Linked DNA regions of Rattus norvegicus: region 2 is linked to region 1. Evidence: chromatin contacts called from public Hi-C data. All regions are on one chromosome and are shown on one strand. The core of a region is the stretch at or near the end of the contact, and the rest is flanking DNA. Distances in the headings are between cores, read along the strand shown.

The links. Hi-C and Micro-C count contacts between places; a contact is called where the count stands out from the background.
Region 2: a contact with region 1 is called in a Hi-C map of the A7r5 cell line, with 4 times the contacts expected there. The contact joins the promoter of Tekt4 here to the promoter of Prss29 in region 1. A contact is called at or near these places in 7 of 12 Hi-C or Micro-C datasets (the A7r5 cell line, the Rat2 cell line, Schwann cells and 4 more).

The regions. Positions count from the first base shown.
Region 1 is chr10:14,840,084-14,845,189 of GRCr8, forward strand. Prss29 (serine protease 29) reads left to right here and starts at 1,725. Exons shown (of 6, transcript XM_017597837.2): 1 at 1,725-1,931; 2 at 3,446-3,506; 3 at 3,663-3,843; 4 at 4,008-4,273; 5 at 4,868-5,034. The coding sequence starts at 3,446.
Region 2 is chr10:14,989,697-14,994,876 of GRCr8, forward strand. Tekt4 (tektin 4) reads left to right here and starts at 2,588. Exons shown (of 6, transcript NM_001013965.1): 1 at 2,588-3,236; 2 at 4,863-4,933. The coding sequence starts at 2,703.

The sequences.
Region 1 (5,106 bases), core at 475-2,974:
CTGGCTTCAAAGATTCTTTTTCTTTTATTTATAAAGATTTATTTATTCTATGTATGTGAGTACACTGTCGCTGTCTTCAGATACACCAGAAGAGGGCATCGAATCCCATTACGGATGTTTTGAGCCACCATATGGTTGCTGGTTGCTGGGAATTGAACTCGGGATCTCTGGAAGAGCAGCCAGTGCTCTTAACTGAGCTTTCCAGCCCCAAAGATTCTTTCTAATGGTTTATTTATTTTCATTTTACGTGCATTGGTGTTTTGCCTGCATGTGTGTCTGTGTGAGGGCATTGGATTCTCTGGAGCTGAAGTTACACAGACAGTTCTGAGCTGTCAAGTGGGTGCTGGGAATTGAACCTGGGTCCTCTGGAAAAACAATCAGTGTTCTTAACCATGGAACCATCTCTCCAGCTCTGGATTCCAGAGATTTTTATCTATTAGTCACAGGATGCTAGTTCAGACATAGAGGTGGGCAAGGAGGCTGTTCTGGGGACCAAAATTGGTCCAAGATAAGATAATTAGCTTCTGGACCTGCAACATTCCAACTTCCCTACATCACTGTAATTTTAATAAGTCAGTCAGTCAGTCAGTCAGTCCGTCAGTCAGTCAGTCAGTCGGTTGGTTGGTTGATCTTTGTAGACACAGCTTCTTCCCAGGAATTCTCATTAACAATGCCCCCTATCAGACAAACCTTCAGCTTATCAGAACAGGAGCTCTCCTGGCAGGAGAAAAAGGCCTCACCAGACCTTTTTTTTTTGTTTGTTTGTTTTTTTTTTTTTTTTTTGTTTTTTTGGTTCTTTTTTTTTCGGAGCTGGGGACCGAACCCAGGGCCTTGTGCTTCCTAGGTAAGCGCTCTACCACTGAGCTAAATCCCCAGCCCCTCACCAGACCTTTTAATCTGCTAGGCTTTTGTCTTGGGCCAGGAGGGTGAGGAAGGAGCTGGACCTGTGCCATTTTGGAAGTTTGCTTTTTATTTTATAAGGCTTATTTTTTTATTTTTAATTATGTGTATGGTCTGTGTATAGATTTGTACATATGAAGGTATCCAGATGCCAGAGGTGTTGGAAACCCAGGAGCTGGAGTTACAGGTGATTCTGAGCTGCTCACATGGGCGCTTGGAATGAACCCAGGACTTCTGCAAGAGCAGCAAGCGATCTTAATGGCTGGGCCATCTCTCCAGCCCCCTTGTTATCTTTATTACTTGGTGGTGCCCCCTCCCTAACCATCATCCTGTCTGGGGCGCATCTAACTCCTCATCCCCCGGATGGACAATCCATATCTTTCAAAAGCACCTTACCCAGTACTAAGTTTATCACTGACCTACATTCTTTCTGTCCCTGGGGCTGAGATGCAGTGGGACACCTGGAAAATATCCTTGCTTTCCCACTACTCCTGGGTGAATCCTTTGCTTTGAGTCCCTGGTAACCCAGTGCTGTTCCCCTGTCCCAGCCTCTGCCCAACATCCCTTCTTGCAACAGAAGCCCTGGGTAGCCACATCCTCCTAACGGCATCCCTGAACCCAGGCCTGGTCAGGACTCTCTCATTGGCCAGTCTCTTGCCTCTTTGCTAACAGTTATGCCAGTTCTTTCTGATCCCATCACTGGATGTGGTAATGGTGACCTGACTCTGTTGTTATGATAGCCATCTGAGTAGTTCCGGTCAGGTTCTGAGGCTCACCTTGCCTTTTTGCTGACGTTGGACATGCTAGTAGTGTTTGAGGAAGCCGGGATTCAGGGCGTCGGGTTTGACGTAGTTGTGGGTCACTGTGTCCAACTTAGCATATAAACCCTTCCTCCTGCTCAGGGGTGTAGTGACCCTCTGTCTTGCTTCTACCTGTGTCCTGGACAATCCTGGTCACTTCCACATCTTTTGGAGGGTCTCACATCTGTGGCTAGTTCTTATTCAAAGAGACCTGGTATTTCTGGAGCCAAGGTGAGTCCCCCAGCTTGGCTCTGAGCCACTTCTGACAGCCCCTATAGGGGAGGCAGTGGGTGTCCTGATCCTCTTATGTGGACAGTAGGGACACTGCAGGGAGCCTTACTGACAATTTCTCAGCTGACGTCTAGAAGCTACTCTGGCATCCTTGTGTTGGCCACAAGATGGGTGTTTGTGGTCAGACCGAGATTACTTTAATGGGACACTGTGGATATGTGAAGTGGGAGAGCCCCAGAGTTTGGCTGCACCCTGACATCAGTGTGTGTGTGTGTGTGTGTGTGTGTGTGTGTGTGTGTGTGTGTGCGCGCGCGCGCGCACATGTGCACATGCGTGTGTTTGTGTGTGTTTGCACCAGTGGTGTCTTCACAGGCTCTAAATCAGAAATGCCCACAGATGCTGTCAAACGTCTCCCTGACTGTGACGTGCTGGGCTGGGCAGGGGACCCAGGTGGCTTGTGAGTTCTTGTCAGGAGCATAGAGCATCCAGATCTGACTATCTAGGTGTCCCTTTACTCTAGAGTGGCAAATCCATTGTAGAGCTAGGAGTGGAACAGGTGCATGGCCTGTCCTCGAGTGCAGAGGTCCCCTGGGATTCTTGCAGGGCCGTTCACCCCCCTAAAGACTCTGGCAGCCAGGATATGGCTGCAGGTAAGCACCATCTATGTGGTTCACAAACAGGAGCGCTGGGTTTGGTGCATTGTAGGCACCAAGTAGCGTCTGTTCTCAGATTTGATGGTAAAGTTAGTTACAGCAGCCACAAGCCTAGGCTGTGGGTGTGCCTGACCAGCGCTGGGCTCAGATGTCCATGGAGGTGGGGATATACTCACAGAATGTCCTGGGGGCAGTCTCCCCAGGACACTATGGTGCTGGCACTGCAGCTCCGGCAGAGGGAGCCTGAAGCTCCCTGTGACATGTGCTGGGGATGGCGGTGTGTTCCCAGCATGAGGGGGCTGCTCTGCAGTATCGCAGAGTTCACTGGATGGATGGGGGATTGTCTCACCCATAAAACACCTGGGATACCTGGTACTTCTGAGACACCAGCCTGAGTCACAGCCCTCCTCTTCCTGATGTCCCTGGTGATGCTACTGCAAGCCAATGGTGTTATCTATGTAACCTTGGTGACAAAGGGCTTCAGTCATTGAGCATGGGTCAACAGCCCCCTCTCATCCTTTCAGAGGTCAAATCCTTCTGTCCTCCCAGCTCTTCCTCCTAGCAGAGGCCTGGCCAAGCCCCCTGCCTACTTCCTGGGTCTTGGGGATAAAGGGACCGAGAGGCCTAAACAGGAGGAAGTTGCAGAGACCCAGCAGGGTAAGGCCACCATCTCCTCTTTTCCCGGATGCCGCTAACCGGATCTCAATCATCTCCATCCCAACATGGGCAAGCCCAGTCCCCTCCGTTCTTCCCCATGCTTCTGTCTTTGCCCAGAATCCTGCAGAGGCTCCAGCCTTCTCCATCCCCATCTGGGCTACTCCCAGACCCCTCTCACTTCCCACCTTTGTGTCTCAATAACAGATGCTGAGCCAGCTGGGTCTGACCCTCATCTTTCTTGGGTCCTCCATTGCTGGAATCCCAGGTGAGTCCATATCCCCATGCACTTCCTCCATTCTACAGAGGTTCCAAACAGATCTCTCCCCAGCATCATGGAGAAATGCATGCAACCGGTTCTGCTGCAGTGTGGGTGTCAGGTTGAGCACTGGCCCCCCTGACCCTTCTTCCCTGTTGCTTGCAGCATCTGTGCCTGAGGATGTGCTGGTGGGCATCGTGGGGGGCAATAGTGCCCCACAGGGGAAGTGGCCATGGCAGGTCAGCCTGAGGGTCTACAGATACAACTGGGCCTCCTGGGTGCACATCTGCGGAGGCTCCATCATCCACCCACAGTGGGTGCTGACTGCCGCCCACTGTATTCATGAGTGAGTTTCTTTGTTATCTAGTGTTGGGTAGGATGTGGGTGAATCAAGAAAGCCTGGGTTCTAGTTGATTCTGTCCAGGACTGTGGAGAACTTCCCTATAGCATTAGACTTCCCTGTAGGCTGTGGAGAACTTTCCCGTAGTCACAGCCTCTTTCTGACCTCAGGAGCGATGCTGACCCATCAGCCTTTCGGATCTACCTTGGGCAGGTGTACCTCTATGGGGGCGAGAAGCTCCTGAAAGTGAGTCGAGTCATCATCCACCCAGACTTTGTCCGTTCTGGCCTGGGTTCAGATGTGGCTCTGCTCCAACTGGCACAGTCCGTACGATCCTTTCCTAACGTCAAGCCAGTCAAGCTGTCCCCTGCGTCTCTTGAGGTCACAAAGAAGGATGTGTGCTGGGTGACCGGCTGGGGTTCAGTGAGCATGCACGGTAAGTATTGGGGAAGGATTTGAACCATGGGAGCAAACTAACCACCTGAGGATTCCTGGTATGTGGCACCAATGGCCTGGGGGCAGGATCCAGAGAGCAAAGAGAGTCGCTGACAAGCATGACTAACTAGCTACATCACCAAGCTTTTCTAGCATCTGTCAGAGTCTCTGTACCTGAGGGTAGTGACAGCTGGGCCCAGGATCTACACCTCTGAGGTGGAATGGATGCTTCTTATTTTCCGATGATGATGATGATGATGATGATGATGATGATGATGATGATGATGATGATGATGATGATGTAATTTGGAGAAAATATCAGAGGCAAAAAACAGTCTCTTTGGCTCTTGATTGGCAAGCAGACAGAATCGTGTGTAGAAGTCATAGAACTCAAAGGTAGACGCAGGCTCTTCAGGCTTGCATCTACATATTCTTTCCCAGGGGGATGATGCTGAGACCGGGGAGGGACCCAGACCTGGACAGGAAGGGAGCTATGCTGGAGATAGTCCTCCCCTGTATCCCCAGGTGGAGCAGCAGAATTGTGGGATAGGTGGGGAATCTATGGACCACCGGCCAGCCATACCTCTCTTCTCAGAATCGCTGCCTCCTCCCTACCGCCTGCAGCAGGTGCAGGTAAAGATAGTGGACAACACCCTTTGTGAGAAGCTGTATCGCAACGCCACCAGGCTCTCCAATCATGGCCAGAGACTGATCCTACAGGACATGTTATGCGCAGGCAGCCATGGCCGAGACTCCTGCTATGTGAGTCCTGCTCATCTCCTCCTCTCTGTACCCATTCCCACGTCAGGACTAGTACCCATCAGAGCTTCTTTT
Region 2 (5,180 bases), core at 1,338-3,837, 150 kb after region 1:
GGGAACTTTCACATGCCCCCCAGACTCACTTTCCACTGCAACTGCAACATGGGAAGAAGAGGGACATAAGAGAGGACCCCACCCCCCACTCCATACAGTCCCGCAGCCCACCACCATTGTGCCCACACGTCCCATTCAGTTTGTCTGTGCTCACTGTAGCTTTGCCTGCCTGTTCCCCACTTAGCCCTAGCTATGAGTATAGTTGTGACGGCTTCATCAGCCCCAGGGAAACCTTGTGCAATGATTGGTGTTCCTCCCCGAGAGGCTGGGAGGGGCTACACACTAGCACCGTCAGAGTACAAATGCCTTTCTCTGGACTGAGGGTCAGACTAGAGGCTGTGGATGATGGGGACAAAGGTTCAACACCTCCCTGAAAGTGTCTGGTGAGTCTTGACCCCTCAAGCTGGGGACTAAGGTTGAAGCTCTACCTTGGAGTCTATCCCAACCCAGGGGACCCTACATTGAGACCTGGCCTTCCTCATCAGCCCTGGGGTTCAATGGGATCATCACCTACCTGCCATGCCCAGTACTTGGATACTTCAGGTGAAGATCAAGCAGAGCCACTGGGCCCAGGTCTCTTCCTTTGCAGTCCCTGGGTCTACGTGCCAGGGATGAATCTAAGGAGAAACCACGCTTGTGCTCTGGGTGGCTCTGAACCTGCTACCATGTGGAGAAACCAAGGTACAGAGGAGATAGAGGGAGGTCCACACTGGCCCCCAAAGGCTCTTGGCCTCCAGCTCTTGAGGAACAATGGCAACTCTTGCTCAGTCTGGTTATGAATTCTTAAGGCTTCTACCCAACCAAACACACATGTACAAAGCATCTACTGGTGGAAATGCCAGGGCTCACCGTCAGAAGATTGACAGGGAGCACGGGGTGAGGGGATGACTGCTAGGGGGTCAGCACCAGGGAGGGTGCCAGGAAGGCACAGCCTGGGCAGAAGCATGGGGGTGAAACCAAGCTTGTGTGCCAAGCTGAGGGAGCCTGAGGTTCTTGAGGTTGGAAATGGGATGGGACAGAGTGAGGGAAGAGGCCGAGGGGCTGTGGTGTAGATCCGATGCTGACTAAGGTTGTAGATTTCTTTCAGAAAGCACCCAGTACATGGGGAGCCTCTCGGGAAGACCAGGAGGGAGGGGAACCAGAAGTCGGGAAATAGGTGTCTGGCACATTCTGCAGTCAATGTCGCCCTCTGTTGGTCACATTGGCAATCGACTTAGACTAGGATTTCTTATGCCCAGGTTGGACGGCAGGGTTTCCTGACCAAGTAGCATCCTGGGAACAACTGCCCAACAGAACGTGCCTCCTTTTTCTTGAGCAGATCAGGACATTTGACTCCAGATACATCCAGTGTGTGAAACCTCTCATAACACTGGCCCAAATCCCCAGGAGGCTCTGGGATACAGAAGAAAGAAGTGAGGTCTGGCCCTTACACAGTGGCCCTGGCAACAGATGGGGTGAGGGTCCCTGTGGATACTCCCACAGGGTCAGCTCCAAAAGTGAGTCCTGGAGGCTGAGGTAGGGTGGATGTTTGGTCCTCTGGGCTTGCACGAGGGGTTCAGACCACATGCGCAATGGGGTCAAGTTATGGGATCATAGGGTGGTTTAGGGTATGTTGGTGGTGTTGAGGATGAGAAGCACTTCTCACCCTGAGGAATCTGGTCATGTTTCCATGACCATCCACCTCCCACAGGTCACCCCAAGGGGTCTTTAAGGAGGCAGAACCTTCCCCATCCTGCTCCAGCAGAGCAAAGACAATGTGCAGGATCAGACCATGGAGGAAAATCTCAGGAAAGAGGGGCTGAGGAGCTGGGGAGGAGGACAGGGTGTCAGAGATTTCAGGACCCTTTCCTACCCGAGTCCAAGGGTCCTCTAGTGAATGAGTCCTGAGCTTCTGAGGCTTGGGCCACAGTGTGGTGAAGAGCTGAGAGTTGGGGATTGCTTGACCCCATTTGTGTGTGTGTGTGTGTGTGTGTGTGTGTGTGTGTGTGTGTGTGTGTGTGCGCGCGCACGCGCGTATGTATGCATATGGGTATTTGTGTGCATGTGGAGGCCAGAGAGAAAACCTTAGGGGACATTTCTCAAGCACCATTCATCTTGGGGTTTTGTCTGATTTTGTTGTTGTTAGGGGTTTTGTTTGAGATGAGAGATCCCACTATATAGCCCAGATCAGATTGGAACTCACTATGTAGACCAGGATGTCCTTGAGATCAGAGAGCACCACTTGTCTATGCCTCCTGGGTGCTGGGGTTAGAAGTATTTGCCACTATGCCTGGCCAATCTTATTTTCCAACATTCATCAAATACAGTTGGACTGGTTGGCCTGTGAACTCACAGATTAACGGTTTCTGCCTTCCCAGCGCCGGAATTGCAAGCGTGTGCCACCACACCCATCCCTCCCCAACCCCACCCCCACCCCGTGTTCTGGGAATCAAGCTCAGTTTCTTGTAAGGCAAACACTTTTCCCCATTTAAGCTATCTTCCCTGCCACTGCTTGGCCCTTTAAGAGGGCAATTCCGCCCCACCCCCTCGAGTGACCCCGTTGCTCAGCAACAGGAGGCAGTTGGTGTATACAATGTTCCTGAGGCAACCAGGAGCCTTGCTTGGGACAGAGTGACCAGTACTGCTCCACTGATCGTGCCTGGACGATTGCCCAGTGACCCTCTCTTCATTCCGCCTCCCTGCCCAGCCAGGGAGTAAGCACCATGGCACAAGCCGAAGTGCTCCTGACCAAGGAGCCAGCCCCGCAGTCAATTGATGTCTGTGAGCTACCCCAAAAAAAATATGAAGTGGCTTGTAATACCGGTGCCTATACATCCGCCGGTCTGGCCACCGCTGGCTTCCGCACAGCCAAATACCTCATGGACGAGTGGTTTCAGAACTCTTATGCACGCTACCACCAGGCCTTTGCAGACCGGGACTACTCTGAGAGGCAGCGGCATGAAAGCAAGCAGCTGGCAGCCGAGACTGGGGAACTTGCCTATCGCACACAACTTGACTCCACACGAAGGGTGGGAGAGCGTCTGGAGGACATGCATTGCTGGAAGTCGGAGCTGCAGCGAGAGATAGACGAGCTGTCTTCCGAGACTGATCAGATGATGGCCCAGAAGCTTCGGCTACAACGCGCCTTGGATGCTTTGTCCGTGCCCTTCTCCATCGCTACTGACAACCTACAGTGCCGAGAACGCCGCCAGCACCCAGACCTTGTCCGGGACTATGTGGAGGTGGAGCTGCTGAAGGTGCGGCCAGTGGCTCAGGCGCAGAGTGGGAGGCAGACTTGGGCACTCAGTGGATAACACAGGACCCCAGGGTTCACACAGCACTATGCCCTTCTGCCCATGCAGGACCCCTGATCCTGATCCTTCAGACAGTGGTGGGTTGTTTTTTTTTTTTCCTTCCCACATCCAAATAATTTTCTCTCTTTTGGGATTCCTTCCAGTCCACACGATTTCAAAGATGTTAAGTCTGACCCTGAGGGGGTTTTTTGTTATGGTGGTGGTGGCTTTAGGGTTGGTTTGTAGTTTGTTTGTTTTCCAAGACAGGGTTTCTTTGTGTAGTTCTGGCTGTCCTGGAACTTACACTCTGTAGAGCAAAGCAGGCCTCAAACTAGGACATTCATTCAGCTGCCTCTGCCTCCCAAGGACTGGGATTAAATGTGCTACAGCCTTTGGGCTGAGGTTGTTTTGTTTTGGGCTAAGCCAAAGGCTCTCCCTGTACCAGCATGCATGCCCCTTGCTTCTCTAGTGTACTTCAGGGTAGAAAGCCGGGCCAGCCAGTGCTGCAGGTATGGAGGTATGGAGGCCATGGCATCTGTCCTTGAGCCCCAGAGCCCCAGAGCCCCTCAGCCCCAGAGCCTCCTAGTATACACTTACAATCCCAGCATTGGGGAAACTGAGGAAAGGGGACCACAAGCTCCAGGCCAGCCTGGACTACATGTGAGACTCTTAAACAAACAAACAAACAAACAAACAAGCAAGCAAGCAAACACCAAAACTCAACCAAAACCAAAACCTACTACCTCCTCCTCCCTTCATTAGATACCTTTTCCCTCTAACCCCAGTACAGCTTGCTTTGGGGAGCCTTGAATGGTTATGGGGGTCACTCAGCCTAGTGACTCACAACTCAGAATTCCTCAGAGCAGGAGCCTCCTGTGGTGGGCAAAGATGAATGATGGGACTGGGGAATAAGTCACCCGGCTGAGGTCTCAGGGAACTCCTGCCCTACCTCCAGGCCTTGCCCACTGCTGGCAGTGGGTGCAGAGAGGGAAGGGGGACCGAGGACACCAGACACTGGAGATCATGACCCATGTGGGCTTGCACATGAAAGAATTCCTAGCCCCCAGAAAATGTTGGGGTAAAAGGAAACTTAGAGTTTCCTACCTATTCTTGGTGGGAAGTGGGCAGCAGACAGAGGGCATCTGACGTCTTATGGGCTTGAGTTCCTCAGAGAGGCTCTAGGACCTGATCTAACTAAGGCCGAGACTCCTCAGTATACTGTGGGAGTGTTGAGGATGACCCCAGAGTCTAGACAGCTGTCTTAGGCGATCCAACAGCCAAAAGACACTCTTTTTTTTTTTTTTTTTTTTTTTTTTCGGAGCTGGGGACCGAACCCAGGGCCTTGTGCTTCCTAGGTAAGCGCTCTACCACTGAGCTAAATCCCCAGCCCCCAAAAGACACTCTTAGAGGAAACGACATGCTAAAACTTTCCCAGAATGAACCTCGCACATACTCCTTTTTCTGGGGTTGCGGGGAAATTAAGGCAAAAGTCAATGGTGGTGAGGCCCACACCTGGACTCCTGGTGAGTCCCTAAGTCCCTCCGCAGGCGGAGGGGAGGATTACTTAGAGGGGACCTGTCTCATCTCCAGGAAACTGAACTCATCAGGAACATCCAGGAACTCCTGAAGAGGACGATGGGACAAGCTGTGGGCCAGATACGGTGGGTCACAGCAGCCCCTGAGGGACCTGAGGGGTGGACATACCTGAACTCTGTCCTCAAGGCTGGTCTGAGGTGGGAGGCAAGACAGGTTAGGGTACCTGACGCTGTGACTGAGAGGTCAGAAGGCTTTGGATCTTAGCCAGAGGAATGCAGGCATTGCTCGGCTGGGCATATACAACTGTTCCCACTTTTGTTCTGGAACCTGGGCCCCGCTGGCCCTGGAAGGCTGTCTGAGCGCAAACTGGCG